Linked DNA regions of Zea mays: region 1 is linked to region 2. The links are chromatin contacts, called in public Hi-C maps. All regions are on one chromosome and are shown on one strand. The core of a region is the stretch at or near the end of the contact, and the rest is flanking DNA. Distances in the headings are between cores, read along the strand shown.

The links. A called contact is a pair of places that touch in the nucleus more often than the background predicts.
Region 1: a contact with region 2 is called in a Hi-C map of leaf, with 5 times the contacts expected there. The contact joins the enhancer-like site here to the promoter of LOC100272660 in region 2. A contact is called at or near these places in 2 of 25 Hi-C or Micro-C datasets (leaf and tassel).

What each region holds. Positions count from the first base shown.
Region 1 is chr3:129,064,209-129,069,361 of Zm-B73-REFERENCE-NAM-5.0, forward strand. No RefSeq gene overlaps it. Among protein-coding and RNA genes, the nearest start is that of LOC103650538, 25 kb to the left of the region's middle. Within about 2 kb of position 3,518, at least 14 of the 20 cell types and tissues checked have an H3K27ac peak or open chromatin away from gene starts, as enhancers often do. A contact at or near this core is called in leaf and tassel, where this site is marked.
Region 2 is chr3:128,788,981-128,794,121 of Zm-B73-REFERENCE-NAM-5.0, forward strand. LOC100272660 (MYB transcription factor) reads left to right here and starts at 3,159. Exons shown (of 3, transcript NM_001147118.1): 1 at 3,159-3,545; 2 at 3,681-3,810; 3 at 3,898-4,671. The coding sequence starts at 3,425. The coding sequence ends at 4,399. It also overlaps a transcript of LOC100273435 not described here.

The sequences.
Region 1 (5,153 bases), core at 2,268-4,767, 280 kb after region 2:
CATGAACATTTCTTCTCTGGTGATTATGAGCTAGATTTAGTAGACTTAGTGACCCTACGACAAGAAAAGGATGAATCGGTTAGTGATTATATCCGGAGATTCCAGGATACGAGAAACCGATGCTTTCAAATTCATTTAACAGAAAAACAACTGGCGGGAATAGCCTTTGATGGATTGCGCTATTATTTAAAAGAGAGATTAGAAGGCATCCAGTTCTTTACTCTAGCACAATTACATCAGAGAGCTTCGGCTTGTGAAAGCCGAAGCAAAGAACTAGTCAGAACGATTCATCATAATGTCCCTATAGTAGAACACAATCAAAGTAGTTCGGACGATGAACCAAAGAAAGTTTACACTACCGAAATAGTTTGGCCCGAGCAGGCCAAATCTTCGACTTGCTCCTCCTTGCAGTCAGTTCAAAAGGAACGACAGGAGGAGGTTAAGTTTACATTTAATGTCGGCAAATGTGATAAGATATTCGATGAATTACTAAAAAATGGTAACATTAAAATTGATTATATCGTTCCACCTGCCGACAAACTAAAGCGTCGCGCATACTGCAAGTGGCACAACTCATTTTCCCATGCCACTAATGATTGTAATGTGTTCCGACGACAAATTCAATCGACCATTAACGAGGGACGATTGAAATTTCAGGAGGACACGGAGCCCTTCCCAATGAATGTGATCGACTTTAATGGCAAAAAGGTCCTAATTCGGCCCAACACAGCCGATAAGGGCAAAGACAAAGAAGTCATCATCGGCAACGCACGGAAGGCCGATGGAAACAACAAATTTTTTTGCAGGAAAGTGATGGCCGAGAAGACTCCTGATGGAGGGGAGACACTGAAGGTAACCATCACAAACTCCAGCGCTGGGGGGCAAGCACAGACAAGGGGATATGCGCGAGAACCTATACTACGCATCGCGGACGGTCCGGTGTCTAGGCGCGGACGGTCCGTAACATCACCGGACGGTCCGAAGCGTTCCGGCGGACGGTCCGGCAACGTCGAAGAGCCGCGGCGACCACGTACCTTCAAACCACGACGACCAGAAATAGGTACGTGGAAAACTAACACGTTCAAGGCAACTGGTCGGTTGGTAAAATCTAGCCCGACCTTTGATCAATTATTGTCTAAATATATGAAAAAGAAGGTTGGCTCCAGCGACCGGCCACCAAAGGGACCTCGCTTACCCACCCAGGTGCGACGGCAGGTTAGGCCGATTGGACCACCACACCAATCGGAAAGGACGGGAGGTCATAATATTCAATTAAGACCTAACATACCTGCATGGACACCTCCACCACCATATCTACCTATGCCATATTCATATACATACATACCTCCACCATACGTCCCAAATCAAATGTGGGGCATGCCACCATACCCACTTAGGATGCCACAGTACCCCGCTTGGGGGACACCCCAAACATCTGTATTCAATAGGTTGACACCTCCAGTACAAGACCGATTGAGAGCCCCTCAATCTGGTCCACAAGCACAGGCCCAGCAAGATTGCCGAACAATTCGGCCCCAAAGGCTGACTAATCCGGCAGGGGGGCATACAGCTACAACCTCCAACAGTACGAAAAAGGGAGACGTCATTAAAATAGGAACGATAGATGTCGTCGTACAACAAAATAACGAAGGGCCAATGATTTTTGGTGAATCGGCCAACACAAACAAAAAAGAAAGTACGACTGTCAATAAAATAGCCGATCCAAAATACTCCATGCCCCGATGGTGCCCATCGGGATTGACACGATTGCAAAAGCGAAAATTGCAGCGCCTTAGAGCAAAGGAGAATCAGGAGAAGGAGGCGGAAAAAATATTCAATGACACACATCCGCAGTATCCGCCATCACAAAAGAGATGGAGACCAAAGGCCGTTGAGGAAAATCAAACGGCCATAAAGACAGAAAATAAAACAGCAACTATGCAGCTCTTTGCAGGTATAGCAGACAGTCCGGCTATAAAGACCGGACCAACCGTACAGGGCGCGGACCGTCCGACCCCTGAGGCCGACTCATCCGCAATAAACCATGACACCTGCAACGACGTGCCGACACCCATGGAGGAAGATGACCTGCAAGGAGAAGACATGATCGACTACGAAGCTACGCCAGAACACTTGGAAAATTAGGAAAAGCTAGGTGACGGATTGGTCAGGATCAGTATGATGCTCGACGGTGTTGGGACCAACAGTTCGCACGTCCGAGACCAAGACCACTGCGTACCATCCTAGTAAGTGGCAAGATGCCTAAGAAAACCGATGTGATAACATCGAGTTAGTTGCTTTTGGTTCGCTCAGCTCCACCAAAAGGCAGGGGGCATATGTTGAGCACCAATTTGAGCGCGCGGACGGTCCGGCCCTGAGGCCGGACGGTCCGCGGTCCGCACCTGTGGGCCGGACGGTCCGCGCGTGCGCAGAACAGATTAGGGTTCCGAGTTTTGTGCTACGGTTGTTAGCTAAAATCATGGGATAAGCTCGGAAATTAGTTTGTAAAGGGTCCAGCCCCCTCCTCTATAAATAGAGAGGTATACGGCCGATTTGTAATCATCAACAATCGAATCAATACAACTTTTATTCGCATTTTATCCTAGGAGTAGTTCTAGTCTAGTTTAGGTTTAGCCTCTCAATCCCCAAATTCTTCGCCTCTCTTCGACTCTACGCCGATTGGAGGAGTCTAGGTCGGCCGGCCCAAGCCTAGACAACCCCTAGGATCTCTCCTCCCCGACGGGGTCCCTCCCGGGAGCGAGATCCAGGCCGCCGCCGGCGACTTCCGCCGCCGGCGACTTCCGCCGCCCCTGCGCACGCGCGGACCGTCCGGCCTCAGGGCGCGGACCGTCCGGCCGTCAGGCAGAGGACCCAAGCTCCTGCACCAGGACGCGGACCGTCCGGCCCTAGGCCGCGGACCGTCCGCGCCTGACCAGAGAGCACCGCCGCCTCGCGCCAGGTCGCGGACCGTCCGGCTCCGTGCCGCGGACCGTCCGCGCCTGACCAGAGAGCACCGCCGCCGGTTCTTCTTGAGTATTTGGCGCTCCGAAAAGGCGTCAACACAAGTCATTTTAGACGATATATTTATGTACTAGTTAATGATAAAAATAAATAATTATATTATCAAGAGATCACTTATTGTGTAAATATGTTTATTTTAATGTACATATAATGATTTTTTATATCTAACAATATGTATAAGTGAAAATATTTTACATTAATAACAAATAATGTATATCTTAATTATAATTTAAACGGAGATGAGAATTTTCGTGGGAGATTTATCAACGTAAGAAACAAAGATGGAGAAGAAATGTTGGCTACAAGCGTTTGTAAGGGTCCCGCAGAAAAAAATTACATCCCAGAAACAGATACGGAAACCTATTCCACCGGAAATTGTCCGTTGGCCGTTGCCATAGATGATACCTCTCTCCGATGCAACCTGGGTCCTGGGCAGAGCGCCCAAGCCCTTGCTGTCGCGAGCTGCTGCGCGCCATGGGCCTCCCGCGCGTCCATCTCCGCGCCTGGGCTGACCTCCTACTTGCGGCGCTAGCTATTTCCCTCTCGTGGGCCACCCTCAGGTGCACCTTGCACGACGCAGCAGCCGCCCAAGCCACTGCATGCATGTTCGTAAAGGTATAGCAAGCCCATGCACGTGCAAGCAACAAACTTCTAATAATACTAGTCGGTTGCCCGTGCGTTGCGACGGCTTACAACAATACCCACGTAAACTATCCATCACAAAAATTTCAATATTTTTTATTAATTGTCTTCGCTCTATGTATAATATATTTTTTGATTTGATTAACTGATGTTATTGTTTACTTCATGCAAATATGTCTTGGTACAACACGATCAATGAAGTGAGCGATAAGAAGAGAATTTACAACAATTGACTGAATGAACAGAGATTATAAAATGACATAATTCCATCATACAGAGACCAAATAAGAGAAAGTTTATGCGATCAAGTTTATAAAATAAGTTCTATGAAATTAAACTTATAAAAAAGATAGATCAAAATATGGAATGATTGCTAAAGTCAAGCATCAATAAAAATTGGATGCGCTCCATATAAATTACGCTACTTCGTAGCAATTACTAACGTTTAAAACCAACAAATAACCTTTCATTTTGCTGTTAGTGTGACAAATCATTGCTGCTCCATCCAATTCAGCAACCTCAAACACCATATAGTCCATTGCGTCAATGTGGTCTCAGAAACGACCTAATACTTGCAAGAGCAAAGAACGTCGTGCCGTGTTTGGGCTGTAGCCTCAGCCCGTAGTGCTGGCCCGGCCCGACACAATTATTTTTTATTTTAGAAAAAACGTATATACCTATATACAATTTATATTCAATATTAAAAACATCTTAGCGTGATGTTCTAGTGGTTAGACAGTTTCACCCAGTGTCTCCCGCCCTTCTTCCATCAGGGCATGGGTTCGAACCCCACCTCCTGCACCGTTTTTTAGCAGGCCGGCATGACGTGCCTGTGCCATAGTTGTGGCCCGCGTGCATTTAGCCTGTATCGGACGTCGTTACGCTGATTTAATTAAATGGATCAACGGGCTAACGGTCTGGCCCGACACAGTTAGCAGGCCGACATGACGTGCATGTGCCATAGTTGTGGCCCGCGTGCATCTAGCCCATGTTGGGCATCGTTTGGCATCTATAGACGTGCAACGGATTAATTTAAAATAGCTGTGAGGGGTTATTTGTAAAAAAATGACGCATGACGACCGTTGAAACTGGTGCTTTAAGTATAGTATAGATGTATAAGAGAAAATATTTTAGATTAATAATAAATAATTTATATCTTAATTATAATTTAAACGTGGATGGGGATTCCTGTTGAAGATTTATCATCATAGAAAATGGAGATGAAGAAAAAATATTTATTGCAAGCAGCAAGCGTTCGTGAAGCTATCCGCAGAAAAAAAAAATACATCGCAGAAACAGATATAGAAAGCTATTCCACGGGAAATTGTCGGTGTTGAGAACTACGTTACCACGGATCACCAGATCCGCTCCCTTCCCTCCCGTCAGTAGTAGAGACGCAAGAAGTTGTAGATGACCCGTCTCCCTTTCCATAAGCACGACAAAGAAAACACACGAGACACAGGATATAGGGTTGAGCCTCTGGCCTCTTT
Region 2 (5,141 bases), core at 1,909-4,408:
CAAAAGTAAGACGCCAAGCCGAGATAGAAAGAAAAAAAAAGCGGACTGCACCACCGCACAGGCTCGCAGCAACTTGAGCTCGGTGGCCTCCACATCGGTGCTCGTCTTCGCCTCGTCTTTGAAAATTGACAAGGGCTCAAGGCTGAGGTGAGCCTCACACGCGCGCCAGGAAAATATATTTATCATATCAGTTGCACTGTTGGGGAAAAAGGCCCTTTTTCAGAAGAAGGAATAGGAAGACAGACAGGTGCACACAGTATAATGGAGAAGTTAGGTCCCAGACCCCCCATCCCCTCCCCGACTGTGCTGGAGATGTGGCTGTTCCAGAAAAGACCCCCTGTGCGCAGCGGAGCGGACACATGCGTGCATCCAAAACCCGCCGTTGGATGATGCGATCGCCATGCATGATGGAAGCGAAAAGGAGGACTCACCAGTCCACTACTCGCTGTGATATGAAAAAATACGAAATGAGAAGGAGGCGAGAGACGATCCCAGGGATTGTCAGCTTATCAAACCAAGCTACGACCAGACCTGGGCGGAAACCCCCCCCCCCCCCCCCCCCCCCCCCCCCCCCCCCCCCCCCCCCCCCCCCCAAAAAAAGTCGCACAGAACAATCATTCTGCCTCTCGAGCCAGCAGCCTAGCACGCGTGCCAACATCTCGAGAGAGAGTCAAATCGTTTCTTAATCGAGAAACCATAATCTAGAGACGGTTTACCAGTTTGGAGGGGTACGTGATGGAGGACATCTTGTGCTTCAGCCTGACCTGACACCACCGAACGTTCAAAGAGGACGATCCATGAAATGATGCTTTAGACGCTGCCCGCTCGTCGTTTCACCTGTGACCAGCTGTACGAGCAGAGCAACGACGATGAGCGAGCCATTGTACCCAAAAAAATAAAAAAACTAATGTCAGCCGAGGACCAGGACCCCTGCAGGTTCACAGGAAAAAGAAAAACTCTGCTCTCAGGCAGAGGCAGAGGCAGCCGCTGGCTCGAGCAGCTCTAGAGGGACGAGGGCCGCCCCTTTCCTCTCTGTGCGGCTGTGTGCGCGCAGTAAACTAGTAAGATCCTTTTTCCTGTGCCCCCGATAATGGCTGGCACAAAAGGGGGGATGGAGTCCTCTGTGCCAATGATAAAGGGTGGCAGAAAGGCTAGTGCTTTTCGCGTCAGGATAGCAGGAAGGAGGAAAATTTGTGGAAGAAACCAGATGGCGACTTTGCCAAGATGCCCCCGTTTTCTCAATAGTATAATCAGCCACTTGAATTTCAAGGATACACCAGCAGTATTAGGACCGAAAGGTGAAATTTCATTGTAAATATGACAAAACCGATCGTATTCGAACAACACAAAGCCGGTCATATTCAAACAACACAGGTTTATGTTATGCATTAGGCCGTTCGTTGTCCCAAATCCATGAGGGTTGAGGGGGAATAAGTCCACTGCTAGTCAAAACCCATCTCAATCCACTTCAATACCCCTTAATCCACATGGTTTAGATATAAAACGAACAAGACCTTACTGAACAAGACCTTACTGACTTCCAGTGTTCAGCCCAGTGAAGGTAAAATATGTCAGTTACATGTGTGCCTTACAGTTTAGACACCATTCTAAACTTTAGGGACTAAATTTTAGTCACTAGAAACCCTATTTGAAAGACCTATTTTAGTCACCATGTTTGGTATTAGAGACTAAAAGTGATTAAACTTTAGTCACTAAAGTTTCGGAGGTGGGAACCAAAACCCTCCTTAGTAACCCAATTTTTTCACACGGTATGTTTTATTGAGTTGCAACCAACACATCTCAGGCGATTATATATGAGCAAGTATCTTCCAAATTGGACAGCATGAGAACTCGGTTACATGATGACTGCCAAGTTGCAACTTCATGCCGGCAAAAACACTGAGTGAGGGCTAGTTTGGCAACCACATTTTCCCATGGGATTTTCAATTTCCTAAAGGAAAATGAACTAATTTCTCAAAGGAAAATGAACTAATTTCTCTTGGGGAAACGAAAAACCCTTGGGAAAATATGGTTCCCAAGAGAAAATGAATGTATAGCATCTGAAGCGCTTTATGTATCTATCTGCTTTCATAGTAGATGTACCATGTGTCTGATTGATAAATAGAAATAAGATGGTATTCCTAGTTAACCCACGCGTAGTGTTTCATCAACCAAAGCACCAAAAAGTTGATAAGCACAGTCACTTTTCTTTTGTCGAGAAGCAAAAATAAAAACACACATCCAATCGGAAAAAAAGAAAATAAAAGAAGGAACAAGCATATACCTTCAGAAAGCATCATATTATTGAAACGCTAGTATATCAAAAGTAGAAAATTCTGCCGTATTTGCTTCAACCAGTGATACAGACTTTAAGAACTACTCAGGCAGAAAAAAAATGTCTTCGTCTGATGAAACCAAAAAAAAAAAGTTTACCCTCAACTACACGGCGAGTGCCCTTTAACTGTATACTGGTCCAATACAGTGTTAGTAGTAACTGGATTAACTAGCCAGTAAAAGTATGTACTAGTACACTGTACTCCGTACAAAATATTGTCCATCAAAACTTCTCTAACTTTAACCATATTTATGGAAAGATACATCAACATCTACAGTATCAAATTAGTTCATTAAATTCTTCATAAAATATGTTTTGACAGTGCATCTACTTCAACTTGTAGATTTTTGTAAAAATTTGGCCAAAGTCAGAGAAAGTTTACTTCAGGGCAAAAATAAAGTGAAGTATAATCAAAGTTAATTTGGAACGGAGGTAGTAGCCTTTTAATACGCATAAAAGCTTCTACCAGAGTGACCTCACCATAGCAAAGATTTATGAAGAAATTCAAAGCTAAGTTTCAGGTAGATTTATGAATAAGACATATGGGGACAATAATCTCAAAATACATGAACGGTAAACAAATAAATTAACTTTTATTGTATACTGTAGTTTATTAACAAAAAGCAAGAATATACCTCTGCAAATTCCAGACGTCAATAAAGCTGATGTCCTAACATGCACACCTATGATTTTGCAATACAATATGCGCAACATGAGCCAATTAAAAAAGCTACTTTATCAGTTAGAATCTGAGGGCAACCCAAATGGTGGAATATAGGATCTTTAGGGAGCTCCAAATCACACCCACCATATCACCTGGCCACCAAGACCTCCCCCTCTTACCTATAAATGAGAGGCAAAAGCCAGTAAGCCACCAAACCAGTAGGCAACTAAGACAAAGTGGCATACTCTTCTCTGTACTAGCTTTCTTCTTCCTCTCCTCTTCCTCACAAACAGACTGGATTTCAACAAGATAATCCTGAAACTGGAGCCAACAAGCACACAGAGAAAGAAGAGCAAGAAGACCGGCTCCCAGCCGATACAAGGTAGGAGTGAGCAGCGTTAGTTTCATCATATCGCATAGGCGATATGGTGACAGTGAGAGAGGAGACTCGCAAGGGGCCATGGACAGAGCAGGAGGACCTGCAACTGGTATGCACTGTCCGTCTGTTCGGTGAACGTCGTTGGGATTTCATTGCCAAAGTATCAGGTTTGAGGGGTGGGGATCCACAAATTAGGTAGCTAAATTGAAGTCATCGCGCTAAGTCGCAAAAGCAAGTATCAACCTCTCTAACCGACTCTATTCTTGCTTCCCCTCTCCCTTTCTGTATCTTCATTCATGCAGGACTCAACCGGACAGGCAAGAGCTGCCGGCTGCGGTGGGTCAACTACCTCCACCCTGGCCTCAAGCGTGGGCGCATGTCTCCCCATGAAGAGCGCCTCATCCTTGAGCTGCACGCTCGGTGGGGAAACAGGTCTGATCACCAAAAGACAATCAAAAGAACAAAATGACTGTTTTCTCTAAAATTTGATTGACATGTCCAATAACTTCTCCTAAACAGGTGGTCCAGGATAGCACGGCGCTTGCCAGGGCGCACTGACAATGAGATCAAGAACTACTGGAGGACACACATGAGGAAGAAAGCACAGGAGAGGAAGAGGAACATGTCTCCATCATCATCCTCATCTTCACTGAGTTACCAGTCAGGCTACCCAGATACTCCATCAATCATTGGAGTTAAGGGACAGGAGCTTCATGGTGGCAGTGGCTGCATCACAAGCATCCTGAAGGGCACCCATCCGGACATGGATGGCTATCCCATGGACCAGATATGGATGGAAATTGAGGCGCCAGAGGTGCCCTCGGAGGTGGGCTTTGTTGGAGGGAACGAAAATGTGTGCAGCAGCCTTGCCACCCCTCTGCCACCACCTACCGTCTGGGAATACTACCCAGAGGTCTGCTGGAAGCTTGACGATGAGATCAAGATGGCACCACAATTTGGTTATATAGTGAAGGAGCTGACCCCTGCTTCTGATACCATATATATTGGGTCTGATTACTAAGTTATACACCATCCTAGCAGAAGTGAAGTGCTTTTGTTGACACAAGCTTTAGCATGGATCTGGATATTTATCTCCCGCTTAGAATTGGAGGCCTATGGCTCTATGCATGATTTCTATGTATCTATCTAGTGTGCAAGACAAGATCATCTCAATTTGTCCTTGATGCTATGTAACACAAGGGCAAAGGTGCTATGTCTGTTTACTCAGAATAATTAGCTATTCCGTGGGACTCCTGTTGGGCATGAAGCCAAGAATAAATTTTATATTGATATAGATGGTCTTAACTTGGAACGATTTTAGAGTTTCAATCCAGAGAAACCATTGTTAAGGTGAACATTAAGCTGACCCAGCTAAAAATATAGTTCGCTTTTAACCCATCCGTAAAAACCAGTGAATGTTGTTTTGTACAAGTGGATCGGCTGGTTGATGGCCTCAAGTAACAACTACTAACCCCAAAAGAAACCAAACGAGTACCAAATTAGTGCACTGATAGAGTTGCCTGCCTTTATAAAAAAAATGTATTATTCCATTGTACCAACTTGGCAACTTGCAGGTCATGGTATTAGGAAAGAGAAGAGAGCTCTCAGGAGCCACCAAGTCTCAATGTGAAAAGGTGCCATAGTCTGATCCAGCAAAAAAAGCTGTTGGCAAAGGACTAGCTCCAATTTTTTTCTCAGCCCAAGTTCAGATGGGTTTCTGTAAAATTCCAATCATCTATCTTTATAATCATCTTTTCATTTTG